2 separate regions of the Triticum aestivum genome follow, and region 1 is linked to region 2. The links are chromatin contacts, called in public Hi-C maps. All regions are on one chromosome and are shown on one strand. The core of a region is the stretch at or near the end of the contact, and the rest is flanking DNA. Distances in the headings are between cores, read along the strand shown.

Evidence for each region. A called contact is a pair of places that touch in the nucleus more often than the background predicts.
Region 1: a Hi-C map of an unstated tissue shows a contact between it and region 2, with 4 times the contacts expected there. The contact joins the enhancer-like site here to the promoter of LOC123169404 in region 2. A contact is called at or near these places in 2 of 5 Hi-C or Micro-C datasets (leaf and an unstated tissue).

Annotation. Positions count from the first base shown.
Region 1 is chr7D:505,147,705-505,154,466 of IWGSC CS RefSeq v2.1, forward strand. It overlaps the pseudogene LOC123169855. Among protein-coding and RNA genes, the nearest start is that of LOC123169404, 39 kb to the left of the region's middle. Within about 2 kb of position 2,452, at least 1 of the 8 cell types and tissues checked has an H3K27ac peak or open chromatin away from gene starts, as enhancers often do.
Region 2 is chr7D:505,108,623-505,115,231 of IWGSC CS RefSeq v2.1, forward strand. LOC123169404 reads left to right here and starts at 3,404. Exons shown (of 1, transcript XM_044587242.1): 1 at 3,404-5,029. The coding sequence starts at 3,511. The coding sequence ends at 4,953.

The DNA of each region.
Region 1 (6,762 bases), core at 1,202-3,701, 38 kb after region 2:
TTATGCGGAATATCATCCAGGTATTTAAAGGTCGTCCAAGTATACATTTAGAATCTGTTAGGGGTGTGTGCGCTTTTCTCTAGTATGGCCAAGTATTAGTTGACAAATGAATATACATCAAAGGGCACCAATTTACTTACAGTTCTTCGAGCCTTGTAGGCCTCAACATAAGTCCCTTGGCCAAGCTTCACTGTAATGCCTAACTAACTATTTAACAAACAACTTTGTCAACTGATAAAAGGCACTGCAGGTAAATAAATTCATTTTCACATATTATGATAAGCTGGCTTCTTCCAGCTCCCCAAAAAACTGAGTACTAATACACAGAGAAGGTGTATAATTATTAAGGCTACTTCACAAATTATTTTGGGAACGGACTAAACATATCAGGATATACACCAGTTGAATGCAAAGAAAAGAAATCATCATCTACTAATACTCTACTGAATGAACTATCAATTCACTTCTCTAGTATTTAAAATATACATGTTAGGAATGACCAACAGTACTTCTTCTCTCAAAGCTGTCAAGAAAATACAGCCAAATAGAGAAGTTAGAAGGACTTTGAGCTCTAAACTCCAGGTATCAATCCACTTGACTATCTACCGATCACCGGCCAATTAATTTATGAATCAACGGATTTATCTATAAGGGAGTAATTGTCTGTAAGATAGGACTTGCTTGCATGCATTTCATAGATAATAAATCTGTAAAGAGAAGTTAGGAGGCAGCTTACATATCTGAATATTTACACTTCATATACAGCGACAGTATATCCTCGATTCAGAGGTAGGACAGAAGACCGTCCGGACAGATCTCCATAGCTGCAAAAAGTTTGAATAATCTGCGAACTCCGTCAGACAGTAATATTAAAAATTCCTTGTTTTATTAATATATTCACATCTAGAGGAAGGAGATATGTCAACAGGGGAAGAAAAGCAACCATCAATCGTGCTAAAGTTATCTCTCCAGAGTGGCGTCAGTCCAAAGACACTGTCTGGAGTAAAATTTAGAACACAAACTGATGAATGCTCCCTGAAGTAAAATCTAAAACACATAAAATGGCACAGGAGGTGTGAAGCCCGTCCATCTTGTTTAGATGATCTCCAAAAGAGTACTGTTTTTATCCTCTTGTGGAGATTTAAAATGCAATTACCCTAAAAAGTGAAGTTAACTGATGAATACGTGCTTTAAGCAGATCCAACCTCATTAGTTTTGAAAAATAAAACAATTCCCTTTCATGATAATTTTTTACTTCATATTTGTTCAGACATTGTCAATTCAATTTTTTTGGTACGCAATAGAGCTACAAAAATGGAACTGTTGGTGCATCATACATATATGCATGATATTATAAACCATTGCGAGACATCTTTTGTTATTGAAATGCTCCCTCTTGTGAATTTAATAGCAGTTTAGGATAAAGTAGTGGATCCCTAGCTGATGGTGATAAAACACACCCTATTCCTATTGAGCTGCCTAGAAATAAGCAGCCCCAAACACACAGCATAGACACATAATGTAGGGTACACTTCATAAGTCAAAACCAGTACTATACGCGTGCTAATACCTGAAGTGTCACAACAAATCACATCACATGTCACCAAAAGCAAAAGCTATTCATCCAAGGACCTTTTCTCTTGATCTTGGAAGCGTCTGCCTACCTGCGGAGATATGCATGATGGAGAGTGGAGGTTTCTTTGTAAAAAGTTATAGAGAGAGCAGTGACCCTCACCTAGCTAGCACACACACGGACCAAGTGCACATGCCCACCACACAGCAGCAGCATACTACTGCTCCTGCGCATGCAGATGACGCAACAGCAGGATGCGGGAGCACACACGCGGGCAGCAAGGTACATAACCAAGAGAGGGATGAGCACACAACCTTTGCGCGCTCGCCATCGAGGAGTTCAGCCGAGGGCAGAGAGAACCTCCTCGCATTGCCTTCAGCGCTAACCTACCCGAGGCGACAGTTTCCCTGAGCAAAGACGTGGACCGGAGACTTCAAGGTGCCAACGGCAGGCGCGAGGTCGACACAGCAGCAGTGACCTCGAAGCGGCGGCAGGTTGGGCGGGCCACCGCTGCTCTGTGGTGTCCGCCGCTCCACCAGAGGATGCCTCGGTCTTGTGGCAATGGAGATCCCCATGAGCAGTAGCGGCAACCTCGGTATGGTGGCGATGGCGATTCAGCTCCTCCCCAGTACGCGGCCTAGTGGAGGCTCGCCGCAGCCACGCCCGTGCCCTGATGGCGCACGCCAGTGGCCTGGCCTTGACGAAGGCGGATGATGGCGGCCGAGCGACGAATGGCGACATAGAAACATGCATGTCGAGCGACGATGTGCTGGGAGCAAGCGACGGGAAGAGCAGTTTTTATAGGCTCATACGGTGGCGGAACGGTGGTTGAGCCGTGCACGGATTTGATGGGAGCCTTCCAGAGAGATGGAGAGAAATCGAGAGGAAAGAAAGCCAAAATATCTTAAGAGTGGATAGGGATAAGATGGTGTGATGCCCACGATTTAAGGGCAAATTTGATAAATTTGACCCGTAGACGAAATCAAATCAGAGAATGAACTGCCCGTGAAACTATTTCACGCGGCTGACCTTTTTGTGTGACGCCCGACACAAAGGCGCCACACTACACTGTGCAACGCCTCACAGATAGGCGCTACACGCCTGGCCAGCGTTGCACCCCAGACTGCCTAAAAATTGCTAAGTCATTGTGCAGAGCCTAAGAGCTAGGCGCCGCACTGTATAGTGTGGCGTCTAGCTCTTAGGCGCTGCACTAGTGGTTGCACTACAAAATGAAGCAACCACTAGTGCAACCCCTAGAAGCTAGGCGCTACACTGTATAGTGTGGCGCCTAGCTCTCAGGCGTTGCACACTGACTTAGTAATTTTCGGATCACACGGGTGCGACGCTGGCCAGGCGTGTAGCGTCTATCTGTGAGGCGTTGCACAATGTAGTGTGGCGCCTTCGTGTCGGGTGTCACACAAAAATGTCAGCATTTCACGGACAGATCATTTTGTGATTTGATTTCATCCGTAGATCAAATTTGTCAATTTTGGCGGCCGTCCATCACGTATGCATGCAGATCGTAACAGACAGTCAACGCACGGCATGCACCAGCCAACAAAGAAACAGATCGTGGGTGGCAGGAAACAAATCGAATGTCCTGCATCCACCAAAAACGCTACAGCCACACGTGAAGTATGCATCACGTTAAGAAAATTTTCACCGAAGCCTTAGAGTCACAGCGGAACTGTACACCCCCCCCCCCCCCCACCCCCCATCCCAAATTAATACACGTGCCCGCAAGCCAAACATTCAGATGTTGCTTTCACCCAAGTGGTGAAACCTGGAGGCAAAATCTTTGCCTGCAATAGAGGCTTGGGTATTCACTTCAGCAAAATCTTGTTCCACGTCAAAACGTCGCCCATCATCATCCCCTACCATCGCCGAGACAACGCTGAAGAAAGAGGGGAACTACCATCATACCCAGAACTGAAGGAGCACCATCACATACAAGGATGCTTTCGGGCCGATGAACCGGACCACCGCAAAGTGATGAGAATGAGGCTTTGTGGTACCTCGACCGGGGTCTTTTGTGTGTCCACTTGATCCTAGCACCGTCAACTTCACCCAATGCGGTCGTAGAAGAAGAATGCCATTGCTTCCCGTCATTCATGCACCCCACTACAAGACACCAACACAACCGCCAAAACCAACAATGAAGGAACCGACACTTTGCCTTCTAACACGACTCGTTTGCTCTCGAAATCACAATTCTTTGTCGGAAATGATCTAATTTCTAAATAGTGCACATCTCAACTTTTATGAAACCTTCTCAAATATTTTTGACAGTATCTAGGGATCGTATAATGACACCACGCCAAGTTTCATGTTTTTCAAACTTCATTTGCATTCATTAGAATTAAAAAGCTACTGTGGCGAAGCCACGTACAAGCTGGGTAGTCAATTGACTACCCAGCTTTTTGGTGAAACTAGCTTATAGGTGTAGAAATATTGGAATAAATTTGTGTAAATTCATATATTTGACTACGCAATTTCAAATTGACTACACAAGGCAACATTTCTGGCACCGCCACTAACTTTTTTTCTTGAGAAATGGCACCGCCACTAACTAACCTCCATGTTTGGGTCGAGCCTTTACGCCCTAATGTTTGTAATTCTTTTAATTTTCTTGGATAAGGACTAAACATAGACTTAGAATACAAATAAAATTTTCTAGCCCAATTTTGTGAACTTTTTCATGCACTTTCGATTCAAACTTTTCCATGCTAACCTAGGCTTTTTCCGAATCATTTTTTGATGCAACGCGGAGCCACATATGCCCGCGGACGCGCAGTGCGTCTGAATTCCCGCAAACTAGAACCAAACGCGGGGGAGATTTGTGGCCGTTTGGACTCGTGCCACATACGCACCAGACAACGTGGTCCCACCCAAAACCCTCTTCGCGCATACCACTCTCGAATGTTCATCGTGCATTAATGGTAGTCTGCCACTCTAGAGTGGACACATGCCGGGCAGAGCGACGTGACAAGACGGGGAGGTGGTCCCGCTTCAATGCGGACGCGCCAACCGAGAAGGAGGAGGTCATGCTCTCCTCAAACGACGTGGCACATTAGTAGCCGCCCCTCCTCCTGAAGGCCGCCATGATGGGCAAGTAGTTCTAGTTGCAGTTGTAGGTCATGCTCGAGCGGTCCCTCCGCGATCGTGGTCTAGCGTCTCCGTCACCGCCTTACCGCTCTGTCATGAAGGAAATGAGGAGATGCCCCCTCCCACACGCAACCGCGGTATCCAAATCGGACGCCGCGTCAAGGAGAAGCCACCATCGCCGTCATGCATCACGCAGTGACGCAACAAGGAGAGGGTGCCGACATCACCTCCCTGTCGGCCGACCAGAAGCTAGTGGTGTCTGGTCACCGTGAAGGAGGAGGAAGACTCTCTGGCAATCGTGAATGCACGCGGATGCTTGCTGCATTACCTCGGGCAGGTAGCTGCAACATGTTCTCACGCAACACCTCGACGACGGCCCAGAGGGCGGCGTGGGAGGCGGAGCTATGGGAGTTGCGCAACACGCATAGTAGACCTGTGCTAGTGACGTCCGACGTCGCGTCGGACTAAGTCCTCGCGAACCCCTACCTCACGTTGCCTTGGTCGAGTGACAAGTCTAGGACCACCATAGTGATGTCCATGCAGCGTCGGCGTCGCCTCAACCACCAACTCATCAAGATTGGCGTGGCCGAGTCGCAGCGCGCCAGCGCCTTCGACAGCGGCAAGGGAAGGCGAGAGGCAGGCCCCTACGCTCCCTTCTGCCGCTGGAAGGACCACGATGACGATGGCGATGGTGATGGAGTGGACAACAATGAAGTTCATGCGATGAGGTTAGGCTCCCATACTAGTCGTAGTATATTTATTTAAACTTGTCAACTATCATCCGGTTTTAATGTAATATGTTGAACTTTGCATGAACTAGGTTTGGTTTGCGTGAAATTTGTCCTGTTGGTTCTACTTTCGTATGAAATGTGGGTGGGCATTTCTGGCATGCAGTTGGGTGTTCGGATGCATCCACGGAAGGATAGTCGATCCACTTTGTGGGATGCCATAGGAGATGCCCTTAACGGCTTAAATATAGCAAATGGACCTTGAAAATTTTCAAATTTTCGCGTGGAACATGTGATGGTGTATGTTGAGCGTAGAAAAATTTTCACGGTCAAATAACGAAGGAACCGACATTGTGAATTTAAAACCGGCACGCTTCACTGGAAACCACGATTCTTCGTCGGAGATGATCTGGTTTCCAAACAATGTATACCACAATTTTTGCGAAACATTCTTGAATTTTTTTCCATGGCATCCCAGGATCATATAATGATACCACACCAAGTTTCATGTCTTCAAACTTTGTTTGCATTTTTTGGAATTAAAAAGAATACCATCCTCCATGTTTGGGATCGATACTTGGCACACTAATGTTTGGAATTCTTTAACTTCTATTGGATAAGCCTCAAACATAGACTCAAGAGCATAAACAGGATTTTAGACCCAATTTTGCAAAAATAATTTTGCAATCTCAATTCAAATTTAAAATAGCAATCCTTAAATTCCTAAAAATGCACTTAATGTCATAAATATAGCGAACAAACCCCAATTTTTTTTCTAAAAGTGGACATAAAAATGTGATGGTGTATGTTGAGTGTAAAAAACATGAACGTCAAACGATGAAGAAACCGACAATTTGCCTATAAACCCGACTCGTTTCCTCTCGAACCAATGATTCTTCATCGAAGATGGTCCGATTTGTAAACTGCATATGCCAAAATATTTACCAAACCTTATAAACAAGTTTCCACGACATCTAAGGATCATATAGTGATGCCACACGAAGTTTCAATTTTTTTCAGATTTGTTTGCTCTTTTTGAATTAAAAATCTACTAACCTCCATGTTTGGGGTCGAGTGTTGATACCTTAGTGTTTGGAATTCTTTTACTTTTCTTGGATAAGGCCTAAACATAGACTCAAGAATACAAATAGGATTTTTAAACCCAATTTTCTCAACTTTTTCATGCATTCTCAGATTTCAATTATTAAGCCTTAAATTCTTAGGAATGTACTTGATGGCTCAATATAGCAAAATGACTCTGATTTTTTTTTCAAATTTTAACCTGGAACATGTGATGGTGTATACTGAGTGTAGAAAAAAAATCAAGGTAAAACGATGAAGGAACCGACACTTCCC
Region 2 (6,609 bases), core at 2,154-4,653:
TGGTTGAGTTGAGCTTAACTTTTCGACTTCAGAAATATCTATTGTTCGGAATCGATAACTCCGGAACGACCTGTATTTTTACATCTCGTCCCGAACGCGTCCAGAACCACTTGATCAAAACTCACATATCTTAAAGCTAGCACCTGCCACATCATCCAGAGTCGAGCGTTCGGAGAAGCGGTCGTCGCGACCGAACGCCACTCCCCACCCACAGCACGCAGCCCCACTCCCCTATCCATTCTTCCCACTCCCCTCCCCACTCCCTTTCTCACATCCCGAATCCTCATCGCCGGCGACCTGGAGACCCGAGCGAGGCGGAGGCCGACCGCGGGCAGGTTGCCACGATGCTCGGCGACGCAAAGCACCAGCTGGTGTTCTACGGATCTGCGCCGCCCGGCTCGAGCTGCCGTCGTGGGCGGAGGCCGTGGGCCGCGGCGGCCGCCGAGCAGCCTCCATCTTCCCTTCCCGCCGTCGCCGAGCTGGCCATCCTCGACGCCATCGGAGTCCGCCGTCGCCGAGCTGACCGTCCCCACCGCCATCAGAGGCCTCCGGCCCGGGCTGCTCGACCCTCTCGATAAGGCTGCCATTGCGGGTAGAGCCCCTTTCGGCTCCGGCGGTGATCCCCTTTGACGCTGTGCGAGAGGAGTCTCCTCGGCTCCGGCGGCAATCCAACAAGCGACAGCCATGGCGGGGTTGCAGCTGCGCGCGGTGCTGCTCGCGACGGCCAGCGAAATCGCGGCTTCCGTCCTAGAGCTCCATCTCCGCCGTTTCGCCTTACAAAAGCGCGACGCGGAGGTTCCGACATGGCTTCCTTCATCGACAGCTGACAGCCATCCATGGCCCAGTGCCCTCCGTCCGGGGAAGATGTTGGTGCTCGCGTAGGCAGCGTGCTAGAGGATGAGGTGCTGCTCGGACAATATCTGGGGAGGTCGGCGGCTTCCTCTTCCATTTCCCCCAGGATCGAGCCAGCAGGAGCTGCTACTGCTGCTCGTGTGGTATGCTGCTATCCCCTTTTTTGTGATTGCTTCTGTTTTTTCCTCTAGATCATATGCAGTGTTTTTGCTATTTGGTGATTGGATTAAGTTGCTACGAGTACTGAGATCACACATTGTCTTGGCATTTTTTTAGAAATCTTTGTAATAGTTCACACATCATCACGGAAATTTTAGAAATCTTTGTAATAGTGACACGACAAATTTTAATTAAGTTGCCATGGCAATTTTTAGTTTTAGTCGCCGTGGTAAATTTATTGTAAAGAACATGGCAAAATTTTGTTTTAAATATGATGGCAAATTTACATTTCCAGAACATGACAAATTTAACTACGTAGCACGGTAAATATACTTGTATAGCCATGGCATTTTTAAATATATTTCCATGGCAAAAGTACTCCATTTTTGCCATGGCAAAAATTAATCCATTTCTTGCCATGGCAATTTTCGCTCCATTTTTCCCATGCCAAAAATTAATCCATTTCTTTCCATGGCAATTTTCGCTCCATTTTTTCCATGACAAAAATACGTTTATTTTCACATGGCAAATTTTAGGTTAGGTTGCCATGGCAATTTTTTAGTTTAGTCGCCATGGCAAATTTATTATAAAGAGCATGACAATTTTAATTCAAATATTATGGCAAACTTAAATTTATAGAACATGGTAAATTTTACTATGTAGCATCTTAAATATACTTGTGTCACAAATGGCATTTTTTAATTATTTCCATGGCAAAAGTACTACTTTTTTGCCATGGCAAAAATTAAACCATTTTTGCCATGGCAAATTTTACTCAATTTTATACCATGGCAAACTTCTTTAATTAACATGTTCGAAAACATGTAAAGTTGCCATGGCAAAGTTATAATTGTTGAAAACATGGCAAACTTTTCCATGGCAACATACGATGTTCAAAAACATGGCAACCTTTTGTAGATGTTCAAAAATATGACAAATTTGCCATGGCATTTTAAAATGTTCAAAAACATGGCAAAGTTGCCATGGCGAACTTTAATATGTGCAAAAACATGGTAACTTCTTTTAATTAAGTTTGTTCAAAAATATGAGAAACTTCGTTTAATTAACATGTTCACAAATATGCAAACTTGCCATGGCAACTAAAGATGTTCAAAATAACGTGGCAATGTTTTGTAGATGTTTAAAAACAAGGCAAATTTGGCATGACAACTAAAATCAGTATTGTTTATAGATGTGTCTTTTCCCATGGCAACTAAATGCATTTTTTGCTATGGTTCGTTGTGTCTTTCTGCCATGTCCATCCGGAGAATGTTTTGTCATGGACATTACAAATTAGTTTGAAAACACGGCAAGTTTGTTCTTTCAAATTTGTTTTTGCCATGGGGATTATATGTAGAATATCATTACAACTTAAGATGTTTTCTCCATTTTTTCCCGAAAATTTTCTATGTGTCTAGAGAGAGCTTTTTTCACCATATCACTTCATGGCAACTTTTGCGTTTTTTTTGTAAACTTTTTTCTCCAGTTTTTCGTACTGCACATATGCAAATTGCCATGATTTCTTCCTTTTGTCGCCATTTTTTTTTAAACGTAAACTTGAACGTGGCAAAAAAAAATCATAGAATGGCAAAAGTCCATGGCAATTATGACGTGCAAAAGAACGTTGTTTATTAATCGCAGAAAAACTGGGCCTTTTTTTACTAGTCGTAACTTAATATGAGCTTTATTTTTCGTTTTCCTTTCACAGGAAAAAGGCCGGGCCCTGTTGATGGGGGCGTTCGCGCTGGGGCGTTCTCCTCCGGAACGAGTTGTACTCGTTCGATTGATCCCGCTTCCGTCCGGAACGAAAAGTTCGATCTGGCGCGCTCCAGACCGACGGTCGCGCGTTATCGGTGTCCCTATTGTTTGCTCTGGTAGTGCTGTCATCCTTCCGGACATGCAAGACATCTCTGGGCTCTGTTGTACCCTGAGTTACAACTTACAAACTTTGTGCGATGTAACCGTTTGCATTTACTAGTTTGATCAATGCGAGTCTCGGTCAAATATTTACTAGCTTCTGCTTTGTGCTGGTTCAGCGTGTGCTCAGCAGGTTCACCGAACTCTGCATCAGCAAAATGTTCATCTGAAACCCACCTCCGATTAGTTCCAACTGCGGCGCGCGGCCGGCCGGCGCAGTGCTCCGGGGCGTGCCGCCGGCATCTAGCATCGGGCATGATGCCTCCGGAGGACGCGCACGGACGCACCAGCGCCGGTGCTGTCCGTGCTGGGATCGGGGACGCTCCTCAATGATGCCGCGTTAACCGCGCCAAGTAGAAATCGGATTCACCAAAGCCTGTACCGGTATCGAAACGGTTTCCCACCATACCGGTAGCTCCGGAGTAGTACGTTATAATCACCTGCCTTTTCTGGCTAATCACGGCCTCAAGTACTTTTAAACCGCAGCTAGCAGCCCACGGCATCATTTGTTTGGCGCTAAGCCAGACTGATGCAAGATTACAGAGCTTATTAAGCCTAGTGCCTAGGCACTAGGTAGCACTCATGGCGCCCGCCGCGTTCGGGGGAGACGGACGAATCCGCCTCCGCCTCCGCCTCCGGCGCACAGAAGCCTGCTCGCGTACTCTATCTATATATACCAGCCGCTTCACCCGGAGAGCTCCATCCAGCCAGCCAGCCAAGCCAAGCCAAGCGGCTCTGATCGGAGGAGCAGAGGAAGAAGCAAAGCACGCGCACCGCAGGTCTGCAGCCACGATGGCCCGCCGCAAGGTCCCCATGAGGCTCATCGAGAAGGCGCGGGCGCGCGCCGAGACGCACGCCAGGAGGACCAAGGGGCTGCAGAAGAAGGCGTCGGAGCTCGCCACGCTCTGCGCGGTCCCGGTCGCGCTCGTCTGCTCCGCCGGCGCGGGGGCTCCGCCGCTCGTGTGGGAGTCGGAGGAGGGAGTGCTCGAGAGGTACCGGCGCGCCGTCCCGGCGGAGGCCCGCGCGCGGCACACGCACCGGAGCTACATGGAGACTGAGCTGGGCAAGGAGAGGGCCAAGCTCGCCCGGACGCGGCACGGCTGCCCCGGCGCGCTCGCGGACTGGGACGCCGCGCTCAACGACATGACGCTGGACGAGGCGCGGGGGCTGCTCGAGACCATCGACGCGGCGCTGCGGGCCACGGGAGACAGGATGGAGGCGCTGGGCATACCTGCCGACGGCGGCCACGGCCGGCTCGAGGGTTCTTCCCACGACGCCCTCATGCCGCAGCAGCGCGGGCACGGTGTCGGCAACCCCGTGGACATGGACGCCGCCGGCTTCCAGCAGCTGCAGATGGTGCCGTTCCACGCTGGGAACAACGACGGCCTACTCGAGCAATTCTCATTGGACGATCCCTTCCAGACGCAGCCAGGGTGCCGCGGCTTCCAATGCGTCGGCGGCAACTACTCGGGCGGCGGCGACGCGATGCTCTCGCCAGGCCTCGCCAATGCCGACTACAACTACTCGGGTGGCGGCGACGCGATGCTCGCGCTAGACCTCGCCAATGCTGACTACAACTATTCAGCCGGCGGCGACGAGATGCTCACGCTAGGCTTCGCCAATGCTGACTACAACTACTCGGGCGGCAAGGACGAGATGCTCGCGCCGGGCTTCGCCAATGCTGACTACAACAACTCCTCCAGCGGCGGCGAGATGCTCCCGCCTGGCTTTGGCAATGCTGACTACGACTGGACTGATCTCACCATGTGGGTTGCCGACGAGTTGTGCGATGCAGTCATGCCACTTGGGTGTTACCCTGACTTCGCCGACGGTACTCTTCCGCCCGAGTACTCCGCTCAGGTCGTCACCGGCAGGGACTACGTCAATACACCACCATCTGGCGGGTACGGGTACCCAATGGCCATGGGCGTGGGCGACAACTTCACTCATCTCGACAGCAACTACACGGCGCACTGGCAGTTCCAGCGCTTCGACACAAACACTCTGCTACTAGGGGAAATGTAATCGTAGTTTTGGAACTAGAGTATCTTAATTCTCACGCGTTCGAAGTTAGATTTTTGCAGATCTACATAATTTTCTATATTACGTCCATGATTTTGTACGGAAATTTCGAAACATTAACCATCAGTTTTTCTTAATGAAAATTGGGGGAAACCCCTTTTCATAAAAAAAATAGTTATAGAATTTTCACGAAAAGAGCATGAGCTCCTCTTCACAAAGTTTTTTTTTGTTTGGATAAAGCTTCACAGTTCACAAAGTTCATGCTCATAAACTCCACTCAAGAGTAGAAACAGTCGGTGCCCAATACGCATGTACTCCATCTAGACAGGTTTGTAGAAACAACCTTTCATACTTTTGGATCACAGCCAAAAACAGAGCACATAGTCACATACTAGAAGGAAAGCTGAGCGTTGCCGCGGCAGGGAAAAACTAACTAAACGTGCGACCGGCAATTACTTTGCAACCAACGCAGTATATCCCCTTCATTATTTTTGGCGCTGATTCCGGATGCATCAGGATCTCTTATTCTCTTCAACACTACTGCAAGAGTTGTGGTGAAACATGATCATTGGTTTCAATTGAGAAGGAAACATTAAATTTGATATGTATTTGAACTGTGTGTACTTGAAATTTTAAGTTTTGAATTAATATGTTGCAAACATATATGTTCAAATGAAGTTTGTATGAAAGCATTTGGCTCAATGGGTAAAAACAAAAAAAATGACGATAAAATTTTGGGGGATGGGCTATATGAAAGAAAGTTTAATTCCTAAAAAATGAGCAACTAAAGGATGGGGAATAGAACGGTGAATTAAGTTACTGTGGATGGGGTAGAGATGCTCTAAGCCTCACATGCTTATATAACAGATGCAAACTGCTTCCCATCAGGTGAGGCACAATACTTGTTACAGGGCTAAGTGGATCGTGCTGGGCTTGATGTTCTTATTTTGAAAAGCTCATTTTGACGTTTCTGCTATCTACAAGTCTCCTATTTGATTTCCATCTTGGGGAGGTATGTCATACATATACCATAATTCAGAAATCAGGGTTGCAAGTGATCTCTCAAAAAAAAAAAACTGTTGCACGTATTAACTTCTGTCATCAAGGAGGATTTGATCTCAAAGTCATACTATTTCTAGAGGTAAACCATGTTTCTCTTCATGTGAAGAAAGCACCTGGAGAAACAACCAGATTCCGCGCGGTTTCCATTTTCTAGTAACTTCCTCTTAGTCATGAGTATGGCATAGTTGATTGACTGCCATAATGCGGTAATCAAATATTAGGAAAAAATTCCTTCCTCTCCATGGAGCCTCCAACATGATCATCAATATACTAACTCCTTCCCAGTAGAATTATTCCTATAGTGCATCAACAGATTCCATAGCTCCCATCAGATAACTGCATCGGTTGATGTGGATGCACCGGTCTTACTTTTCCAGTCGAAAATACTAATGACAACAGCCTGATGCCATGATCCACATAGCCCTAGATCCAAACTAATGACCTCGACTTGCTCGCGAGGAAGACGCTTCCTCTCCCTTGCCGTGGCGATAGGGACATCTCATGCCTCCACATCGCGGCCCTGCACTACATTGTGCATGACGTGAACAACAAAGGATAACCTAGGATTCAAGAGTTGGATAGCAGCGACATCGGATG